Linked DNA regions of Sus scrofa: region 2 is linked to region 1. The links are chromatin contacts, called in public Hi-C maps. All regions are on one chromosome and are shown on one strand. The core of a region is the stretch at or near the end of the contact, and the rest is flanking DNA. Distances in the headings are between cores, read along the strand shown. Region 1 overlaps LDLRAD3 (low-density lipoprotein receptor class A domain-containing protein 3). Region 2 overlaps LOC102157601 (a long non-coding RNA gene).

Region 1 (5,031 bases), core at 1,957-4,456:
TTACTCGGAGTTCCCGTCGTGGCGCAGTGGTTAACAAATCCAATAGGAACCATGAGGTTGTGGGTTCGATCCCTGCCCTTGCTCAGTGGGTTAAGGATCCGGCATTGCCATGAGCTGTGGTGTAGGTCACAGACTCGGCTCGGATCCTGCATTGCTGTTGCTGTGGCTCTGGCGTAGGCTGGCAGCTACAGCTCCGATTCGACCCCTAGCCTGGGAACCTCCATATGCCGCGGGAGGGGCCCAAGAAATGGCAAAAAGACAAAAAAAAAAAAAAAAGAATTTCCATTACTGTCCATTTGCATTGCCTGAGATTTTTGGGAGATATTTGTGTGTGTGTGTGTGTGTGTGTGTGTGTACATGGATACACACCCAGCCTTGTATGTATATGTGTGTTTGTACACATACAAACATTGCTAGCTTTGGTTCTAGGAAGAAATTCAGCATTGGACATAGGAGGTCATCACACTACATCTGTTTCTCTATTTGAAAACGGTTTATGGGTGATGATATCACTGGCTCCTTAGAACAATGACTTACTGTTCCCTTCCCTGTAAGGCCCCGTGGCAGGTGCGGGTGGGTGTGCAGAGCTTGCCCAGACCTTCGGTAATTGAGCGTTTAGCAGGAGAGGGAAGATGTGCGCGTGGGTCTGTGTCAGGCGCGTGTGGTCACGTGGAGAGCGTTGCAGCCAGGAGGATGGCCCGGGTTCAGAGGACCACACTTCCTCCTCCTGCTGCAATGGATAAACCGGGTGAAGGAGCTCCCTGGCATGAGCTTGGAGGTAAGGGTGGGAGTTAGGCTGGAAGTCCAGGCCGGCAGGGACAGAGTCCCAGAGGTGGGAAGGTAGGCGGTTACTTGGGGAGCCACAAAGGTTACAGTTTTGCCAGGGTCCCAGGGAGCAGTGAAGCTAGAGAGAGGGCATATCCACTACAAAGACTCCTGCTAACTGGGTTCTCAGTTAATGGCACTTCCTGTGGAAAGTGCTTTATATGCATGATTTTGTCGAATCCTCTCAAGATCCCTGTGAGATAGGGACAGTCGCCATTGAGATAGGGGCAGTCACCGTCACGGCTTGACCCAGTAGGAGACTGATGCTCAGAGAAACAAAGAAACTTGCTGGGACTTGGGCAAGAACTAGACTGTGGAGCTGGGATTCCCCAGCTCCAGGGCCCAGGCCTTGGCGGGGGTGGGGTGGGGGGTGGGGCACTGACAACCAGAGATGCCGCTGAGAGCCTGGACTTGTGCGAGCTGCATTGGAAAGCCTTTTTGCTCTGATCAAATCTGCTTGAAAAGGCTGGGGCCAGCCTTTGTACGGTGGCTCTGTTACGTCTAAGTAACGAGGCCCTGTCCTGGGCTCTCACTTGCAGGAAGGACTCTGAGTTTGGGGAACTTGGAATGAACCGTTTCCCTTGAATGGTGAGAGCAGAAGCTGGGTTTGTAAATTTGGGTTAAGCAATTGAGCTGCAGAGGAAGAGCAGGCAGCTATGTGCCACTGATAGGCGATTCCCGCACTTGAATTTATGGACCAGGACACTAATGAAAAATAAACCAAAAATCTTGGACCTCAGATGTTGGCTCACCCACTTTGATTTGATTAAATGAGAACAGTGAGCAAAAAAAATCACCTTTTATCGTATCACCACCATTTTATGATAGAAGTCAAATGTTAATACACGACAATATGAGTGATTACCATTTTATAATAGAAATCACATTTTAACACAGTAGTGTAGGACTGGCTCTCCTCAGGACAAAGGGTGGCCCTTTCGATGGGGTAAGTTGAAGTCTAAGAAGAGCAGAAGCAAATGTTCCTTCAGTTGCTAATTTCATCGCTGACCACTGGACGTTGGCGGTAGACCGCAGGAGAAGGAGAAGCTGTAGGGCAGAGGCCCGGGGCGGTGGGAGGAGGCCGGTAACCGGTGTCCAGATGTGTGGCTACTTAGAATACAGGGAGGGATTTTCTAGGGAAGGGAGCCCTGATGTCCAGAGGCACTGGGCGGGGTGGGGAGGCTCCTGTGAACTAGAGGGGTGGGACATGCCGAGGAGAGGAGGGAGGCAAGAGGAACCGAGGGGATGCTTATTTAGCACCTGCCAGAGGTGTGTTAGGAGAGTTCGATCATCACATAACCCTCATCAAAATCTTTGGGAGGCGGGGGACTGTTCTTCCATTTTACTGATGAGGAAGCTGAAGCTGCAGGTGTTTGATGGACTGAAGTCACCTCCTGACCAGGTCACAGAGTTGGGGTTCACATGCTGTTTGGAACCTTCTCCAGGACTTTTTTATTTGGAGCGACAGTCCTGACATGCTGAGGCCCTTCTGTGTGTCCCCTTGCGCTTTGTTGGTCTCGTGACCGGCTGACTGTTTCAGGCACTTAGATTGCCAAAGTTCAGCCTCAGCAGCTGGCAGCTGGCAGGTGGGACTGCATCAACGTACAGGTTTCCCAAGTGCATCCTGAGTGAGTCCTGGTCCCGGGCTCAGTGTCACGATTCTATCCACGGACCTGGGTCCTGGGATCGTGCGCCTTAGCTGAGGGTGACAGCCAGGACCCTGGTTTCTCCCCTTCTGGAAACGGAGACCCTTGACATTCCAAAACAGCCAGGATTTGAACCCCGGACCCACCTTCTAGGTCCAGGCCCCTCTCACTCACGCCCGGCATGAACCCCCCCAGAGGACACCCCTGGAAAACTCATAATGGACTCTTTGAACAGCTGCCTGAGGACGGTTTTCAGATTTTCAGCCATTTTTCTTTTTTAATGGAAGCTCTGTCTGGCTGGTTGGTTAATGGGTCCCAGGTTCTCCCAGGCCACTTACTTCCTAATTTTCAAGCATTATCCGTGGAGAAAATCCATCCTGCAGGAGCTTATGCATTAATGAGCGAGTCAAAGTCAGTCTCAAGTCCTGGGCAGCAGCTTTGATCGTGGCAATGGGTGTCCAGGTTCCACTGCAGGGGACGGGGGCCTGCTCTGCCCGTGATTTATTCATTTCTTCCTTGGCCGCCCCGCCTGCCCAGCTCTCCTGGGAAGGACTCGGCCTCCGCTCCAGGCTCGCTCTCTCTCCATCTGGCCTGTGGAGCTTCCGGGGCCTTCTGTCTGAACCTTTCTGCACAGCTGGAAGGCAGCCAGATGTTGGAAGCAGAGGTGCACACCTTGGGCAAACCCTTTTCCAGCAGCCCACTGGGCCTCTTATCCACACACCAGCCCCTCCTCCTCTTCTTCCGAGGCATGTGGGGCCCACGTGCGGGGGTGCATTTGCTTAGAGACCCACTGATAAAATATTTACAGCAGCGACTTGGCACCAGGCCCTGGTTGTTTGTTTTAAAAGTCTTACAACACATCAGCCATCAGGGTGCCGGCTTGTTGGCGTTGGGTGTCTTGCCTGCGGTTTTTGTTTTTACGAGGAGTGGAGAAGCTGGGCCTGATCTTCTGGGAAGGAGGCTGCTCTGTGGGAGAAAACCGCTCCCTTGTGAGGTTCATTGAGTGCCCTGTGTGCCCCCGCTTGGCGTCCTTCTCTCTTTAATCCTCTCTCCATCTTCTAGATGGGTCGAATTGTGTCCCTCCTTAAAGATACGTTCAGGTCCTCACCCCTGGTGCCTGTGGATGTGACCTTATTTGGAAATGGGGTCTTTGCACATGTAATTAGTTAAAGTGAAGACCTATGGGTTAGAGGGGACCCGGACTCCACAGACTGATGTCCTTAGTGGAGGGGACACACAAAAATCACGCAGAGGAAGATGGCCCCAGGAGGTCAGCAGCAGAAATTGGAGGGATGTAGGTATGGGCCAAGGAGCGCCAAAGGCTGCCGGCACCACCAGGAGCGAGGAGGAGGCCAGGAATCATCTTCCCTGGAGCCTTCGGGGAGAGCCTGGCTTGCATCTGGTGTGGCTGTGGCTTCGGGGAGAGCCTGGCTTGCATCTGGTGTGGCTGTGGCTGTGGCTTAGGCAGGCCAGCACCTGCAGCTCCAATTTGACCCCTAGCCAGACTTGTTTTGTTCTGAGCCACCCACTTTGTGGTAATTTATTAAGCAGCCCTGGGAGACAATATAGTAGGAATTAGCTAGAAGGAATTAACCCCATTTTGCAGATGTACAAACCAAGGCTCAGGCCTGTTAGACATTCTGCTCTGAGTCACTCCGCTCGCACTTGGAGGCAGAGGAACAAAGACTGTGTGGTGGTGCCACCAAGGCCAGGCTTTCCAGGTGAGGTGGTGGCTCCCTGATGCCGTTATCTAGGTCAACCTAATGGGCAGTTTGGGCTCCGAGGGAGGGCACCCAGTTGCAGCTTAGATCTGCTTTCCATCTGGATTCAGGCAGAAGTTTCTCTTGAGGCAGACTCTGGGGAATGCTTGCTGCTGCTGAGGGGACACTGGTATTTTCCATGGAGGGGATCTTAGTATGGGGGGAGATGTCATTTGTTTTTTGCGACATGACATGTATGTTCTGGGAGGCTCATTCTCCAGAGAGGTCAGACAGCTCGCCCCGGATCTGTCAGGAGTTGGAAAAAAGACGAGAAATAACAGAAGGTGCCGTCCATCCTAATCCCTCTAATCTTGTCTATTTCCAGCTGTGCTCTTAGCTCCGTCTGGGCTGGCCACCTCCTTGTTCTCAGCTGGGCGGGAGAGAGGTAGGCAGGAGCCCTTCGTGGGAAAGATAGTCCCCTCAGGGCGTTGGGGCACCGGTGAAGGTTTTTTTTAAGGGGAGCATCATGACCTGTTGGATGTTGTTTTGGGCTAAAAAATGTCCCCCCGCCCCAAATTCATATACTGAAATCCTAACCCCTATACCTGAGGATGGGTACCTTTAAGGACAGAGATAGGGCCTTTAAAGAAGTGCTTAAGGAATTCCCATTGTGGCTCAGTAGGTTAAGAATCCGACACAGCCTCCATGAGGTCTTGGGTTTGATTCCTGAGCCCACATAGTGGGTTAAGGATCCGAGGTTGCCATTGGCTGTGGTGTAGGTCGCAGATGAGGCTTGCATCTGGTGTGGCTGTGGCTGTGGCTTAGGGAGGCCAGCACCTGCAGCTCCAATTTGACCCCTA
Region 2 (5,027 bases), core at 610-3,109, 130 kb before region 1:
GGGTAGGGATTGTGGCAAAAACAGGAGCAAATTTTTCATTTGAAGAGGCAGCTATTCCTCAGTTTTAGTTACCACTACTTGAGAATGTGGGCCCAGGGTTTCCAGTTTTCCAATTTTTCAATAGAAATTTTTTTCAATAGAAATTTCAGGAGAAATTCAGCTTTTTACATGTAATTGCACAACTTTAAGATGTTGGCCATTGGTTTCATTTCTTTACAAAAATTTGGGGGTCTGAGTGGGTCAAAATCAGGTTACAGGCCACCAAAGGCCAACCGCTGGAGTAAAGGAAGGGGCTTAGTCTTTCCAGCCAGACAAACTTGATTTTGAATCATATTTCTACTTTTAACAAGTAATTTAACTTCTCTGTGCTTTTGTTTTGGGGCCAATGAATGGAAATAATAAGTTCCTCTGAGGGTGTGCTGTGATACATACAAAGCATTTAACACAGTGCCTGGCATATAACACAGGCTCAATTTATCATGCCTCCAGTCATGAGTGGAGGCCTGCCTGGACCTCAGCTCTGCTGACCTCTGATCCAGTTCTCTTGACACTCTCAGAGGCTTCAAGAGAGACCCCCCGCCCCTGGCATCCAAATTTCAATCCTATACTTTGCAAAATTGATGCTTTCTGGGTGGGTCACACGGACTGAAATGGGAGTCACACACACTGGGAATGGGAGTCACGTGATCTGAGCTCTAGTCCGTGGGCTAGGTGAACCTGGACAAGTGATGGAACTACTCTGGGCCTCTGTTGGACTAGTTAGAAGTAGACACAGTAATAGCCACCTCCAAGAGTAATCATGCAGATGTCATACCATACACGGTGCTGGGTATTTGCCATCTACCCCACCCCAGCACCTCTCTCTAGCCTCTGCTCCCTGCTTTGTGCCCCAGAGTTTGATCTCAGCAGATGGCATCAGTAAGGCCCTGCTCTGGTCCCCAGTTCAGCAGATGAGATAAACCAGGGGAAGCAGCAGATGGAAGGAGAGAGGGCAGGGTGCTAGGGCCCCAGTCTGTGGTAGTGGCCAGTGGCAGTGTTCCTCTATGGAAGGCCTCAGCTCCTCCCAGGCAGTCCACACCTGCAGCTCCAGTGCCAGCTCCAGCTACGCTCTCTTGTTCTTTCTTTTTTTTCCTTTTTAGGGCCACACCTGAGGCATACGGAAGTCCCCAGGCTAGGGGTCAAATCGAAGCTACAGCTGTCGGCCTACACCACAGCCATAGCAACACAAGATCCGAGCTGTATCTGGGACCTACACCACAGCTCATGGCTATGCCAGATCCTTCACCCACTGAGTGAGGTCAGGGATGGAACCCACATCCTCACAGATCCTAGTCATGTTTGTTAACTGCTGAGCCACGAAGGGAACTCTCTTCTTTTAGAGTCCACTTTCTCCCTGTCCTCTGTCAGCAGGGCTGGTAGCAGCTCCCCAGCACTGCCAGCCCCCAGGGTCTTCGCCACCCCTGGCTGGTTTCCCCTAATCCTGCTCACACCTTTGTAAGTAGTCCCTCATTATACGCTCCTGAGCCACCTTGATTGTGTCATCTCCTGCTGAGACCCTGACCATGACACATGCATAGCACATGGGTTTTTATTTTTACCTTGGAGCCTTGGCTATGGAAGCCACTTGGTGTTGCTAGAATTAATTTGAGATCATAAGCTTTTCTGCCTCACCCTCAGGCTGCCAGAAAATCCAATTATCCAGATCCCTTACTCCCCGAATGCCCCAGTCCACTGAAATCCGTATCCATTGATGGACAATTTGTTCATTATACAAATGTTTGTCATGCAGCTGCAATGTACCAGGCCCTGAACTAGGTCCTGAAGCTGCAATGAGATTAAGCAAACAATGTCCTTATCTTTTGGAATTTGTAGTCCCATGGGTTTATATGGGAACTGTTACCAGGGGAACAACCTTTCCATAGCCACCATGAAGCCAGCTGACTGGCCAGAGCTCCTGTGGCTATGAGGACCCAAAACACCCTCTCCAGACTATATGTCTTCATAGTTAGTGTTTGCAGCTAACACCATGAATTGACTGACCCGACTCCCAGGCAGAAGTCCTAGCCACCTTCCAGCTCAGTAATCACGGGGAACAGTTCTGGCTAATAAGTTATAAGCTTGAATCACAAGCCCTTGCTTCCCTCATATAAAATGACAGACTCCACAGTTATAAATATTTGTTCTCCTTATGCCTTTTCCCTTTGCCTGCTTAGAACAAAGAGGCGATGTTTGGTACCATGAGACAAGAAGCCTGCACTCTAAGGATGGCAGCGCGAAGAGAGACAGAAGAGAATTTGTTCATATGATGTCATTGAGCTTCCACATCAGTCCAGACTGCTTAACTCTGGATTTGTATAAGCCCCCTCTTTGTTTAAGACACAGGTAGGTAGGTGTGTTACGTATATTCAAGAGAATTAGTGTCTTGGAGGAAAGCCTCCAGAATCTCTGATCCAGCACCTTCCCTTATATATGAGGAAACTGAGGCATAGAGAGGGATGGAACTGGCCCCAGATCACACAGCCCAACTAGAACTCAGGTCCCCCAGCCAGTCTAAGTCCACGCTTAACAAGTTCCAATAGCCTGTGCAAAGATTTGTGAGCTTTGTGCATATATGTTTCCACTGTTTTCTTTGTTTACAGGCCCTGTAGAAACAGAGCTCATCTTTTTGGTCCTGCTTGGCCCTCTAAAAAATAGCTGACATGATCATGAGCAAAATTATATGCTTCATATTTTAAGTCACTAGCGTTGGGGGAAGGAGTTGTTACTTAGCAAGAGCTAACCAATGCATCACATTCATGGACCATTTACTTTCGGTCAAATCCATGCTGAGAGCTTTACATAAATACTGCGTTTAATTCTCATACTGTCCAATGAAGCAGATATTGTCATCTTTACTTTCTAGATGAACAAACCTGAGATTTGGAAAATTTAGATAACTTGCCCTTAAGTCACACAGAAGTGAATCTAGGATTTGAACCCAAGCATCCTGACTCTGGAACTGTGCTAGGATTTCCTTTCCTTCAGTAGCCTCTGCCTTTTGTTCCTTTAAAAGCTGGTTTGGCTCCAAAATCCTAGGAGGCATTTTTTTTTTTTTTAGTATCTTGTCGCAGTACCCAGGACATTTTGGCAGTTAGGGTACGAATGTTAGCCAGTGCCTGACTGCATCTTCTGAACAAGCCTGACCTTGCCAGCAGCTCTAATTTCTCTCTTTCTCACAAATTCTGTTATCTCTGCTGAAAAATCCACCTGATTCTGGCTGCTTCTCAGCACCTCTTTTGCTACCAATCTGGTCCAACACATTGTCCCCTTTTACCTAGATCACTGTAGTGGGATCTTGACTGATCTTCTTGATCTCTTCCCCACTAGGGCCTTCTCATATCAGCTGGAGTGATCATTTGAAAATAAAATCAGACTGTGGCGATCTATGCTTCAATACTCTGTGTTCATTTGTAAGGACTGCTACAGACTGTGTGGCTTCAATAACAGAAGTTAAATTTTCCCATGGTTTTGGAGGCTGAAGGTCAAGATCAAGATATCAGCAGGTTTGATTTCTCCTTGAGCCTCTCCCCTTTGCTTGTGGATGGCTGCCTTCTCACTGTGTCCTCACGTGGCCTTTTGTCTACACACATGATCTCTGGCATCTCTTTGTGTATCCAAATTTCTTCTTCTTAGAAGGGCACAAGTCATGTCAGAATAGTCATATTAAATTGGCCCTAATAGCCTCATTTCAGCTTAATCACCTCTATAAAGGCTCAGTCTCCAAATGCAGCCACATTCTAAGGTACCAGAGGTTAGGGCTTCAACATAGTAATTTGTGGGGGATACAGTGCAGCCCTTTTATAACATCTTTTCTTGATTTCCCAGCAAACTTCGGGTAGGCTCCCAAGTCACCTGCACATCCTCTGAGGTTCCATGTGCTCGGGCCCTGCCACATCTCCTTCCACCCCCACTATGTTCCACATGCTCTGATTGCACTGGCCTCCCAGCTTCTCATACCCCCAAAGCATGCTCCTGCCTGCAGAGCCTTTAACTTGCTATTTCCTTTGCCAAAACATTCTTTTACCCCCCAGATCTCTTCAGAGGCTTACTGTGCCTCTGTCCTCTGTTACCTTGCCCTAATACTACCTTCCTAATGGTCCAGCTTCTAACCTTGCCTTGTTTTTCTTTGAAATGCTTACTACTACCTGCCATCATCTTATATTTGTTTATTGTTCAATTGTCTGTCTTCCCCACTTGACTATCAACTCCATGAGGCAAAGACTCCGTTTGTTTTGTTCCCAGATAATATCTCCAAGACCTAATCATAGTAGTGCTGCACATAACACCCCAAAAAAAGTTTGAAAAAAAAAATGAAAAGAATGAGTGAAAGAAATGAAATAGAATGGAATAAAATGAATTGAATGAATGAAAATTTAAAATGAAAGAAAACCCCATGCAAGTAAGAAAAAAATTCTTTTTCATGCCTCTATGACCTTTGTTCTCAATTCCAATGTTTGACCTAAGAGTTAACCATTTATCTTCTGGAAGCTCATCAAACATCCCAGAACATTTAGTTAAAAATCTCTCCCAGGTCGTCATCAACTGGTTCCAAATGCAAGAACCCAGAAACTTGCAAAGATTTTCCCCCATTTATCTTCTTTCTCACCTGCAGCTGACAGCCCCAAGTAAAGGTGCACCCCAGAACTTTGACAGTGAAATAATTGAGTATGCAAATAAATCATTTTATTATGGGTAAAGAAATTCAGATCATTTGAAGAAAAGAACATGGGAGAGGGAATGTATACAAAAATTATGTGCTCTTCAAACCAACTGCCCCAGTGTATGTTTCTCTGCAATTCTGAGTTGACCCATTGCTCTAGCCCTCGTGGCAGCTTCTAGAATTGCAGGTAAGGAAGAGAAAATGGGAAGTAAAGAGAACCAACATTTTTTAAAGATTCAGCAACTATTTTAGTGGACTCAAAATATAGCTACCTCCCCTTGGGGAAATCAAACCTCAGTCTCCAGCAAAACAGGATCTGGACGTACCA

Evidence for each region. Hi-C and Micro-C count contacts between places; a contact is called where the count stands out from the background.
Region 2: a Hi-C map of liver shows a contact between it and region 1, with 5 times the contacts expected there. The contact joins two enhancer-like sites. A contact is called at or near these places in 4 of 47 Hi-C or Micro-C datasets (embryonic fibroblasts, liver and skeletal muscle).

What each region holds. Positions count from the first base shown.
Region 1 is chr2:25,114,091-25,119,121 of Sscrofa11.1, reverse strand. All of the region lies in intron 1 of LDLRAD3 (low-density lipoprotein receptor class A domain-containing protein 3), which reads left to right. Among named protein-coding and RNA genes, the nearest start is that of LDLRAD3, 39 kb to the left of the region's middle. Within about 2 kb of position 3,206, at least 4 of the 83 cell types and tissues checked have an H3K27ac peak or open chromatin away from gene starts, as enhancers often do. A contact at or near this core is called in liver, where this site is marked.
Region 2 is chr2:25,246,828-25,251,854 of Sscrofa11.1, reverse strand. It overlaps LOC102157601 (a long non-coding RNA gene), which reads left to right. Exons shown (of 7, transcript XR_001306887.2): 5 at 2,214-2,382; 6 at 3,367-3,542; 7 at 4,282-5,027. Among named protein-coding and RNA genes, the nearest start is that of LDLRAD3, 94 kb to the right of the region's middle. Within about 2 kb of position 1,859, at least 2 of the 83 cell types and tissues checked have an H3K27ac peak or open chromatin away from gene starts, as enhancers often do. A contact at or near this core is called in liver, where this site is marked.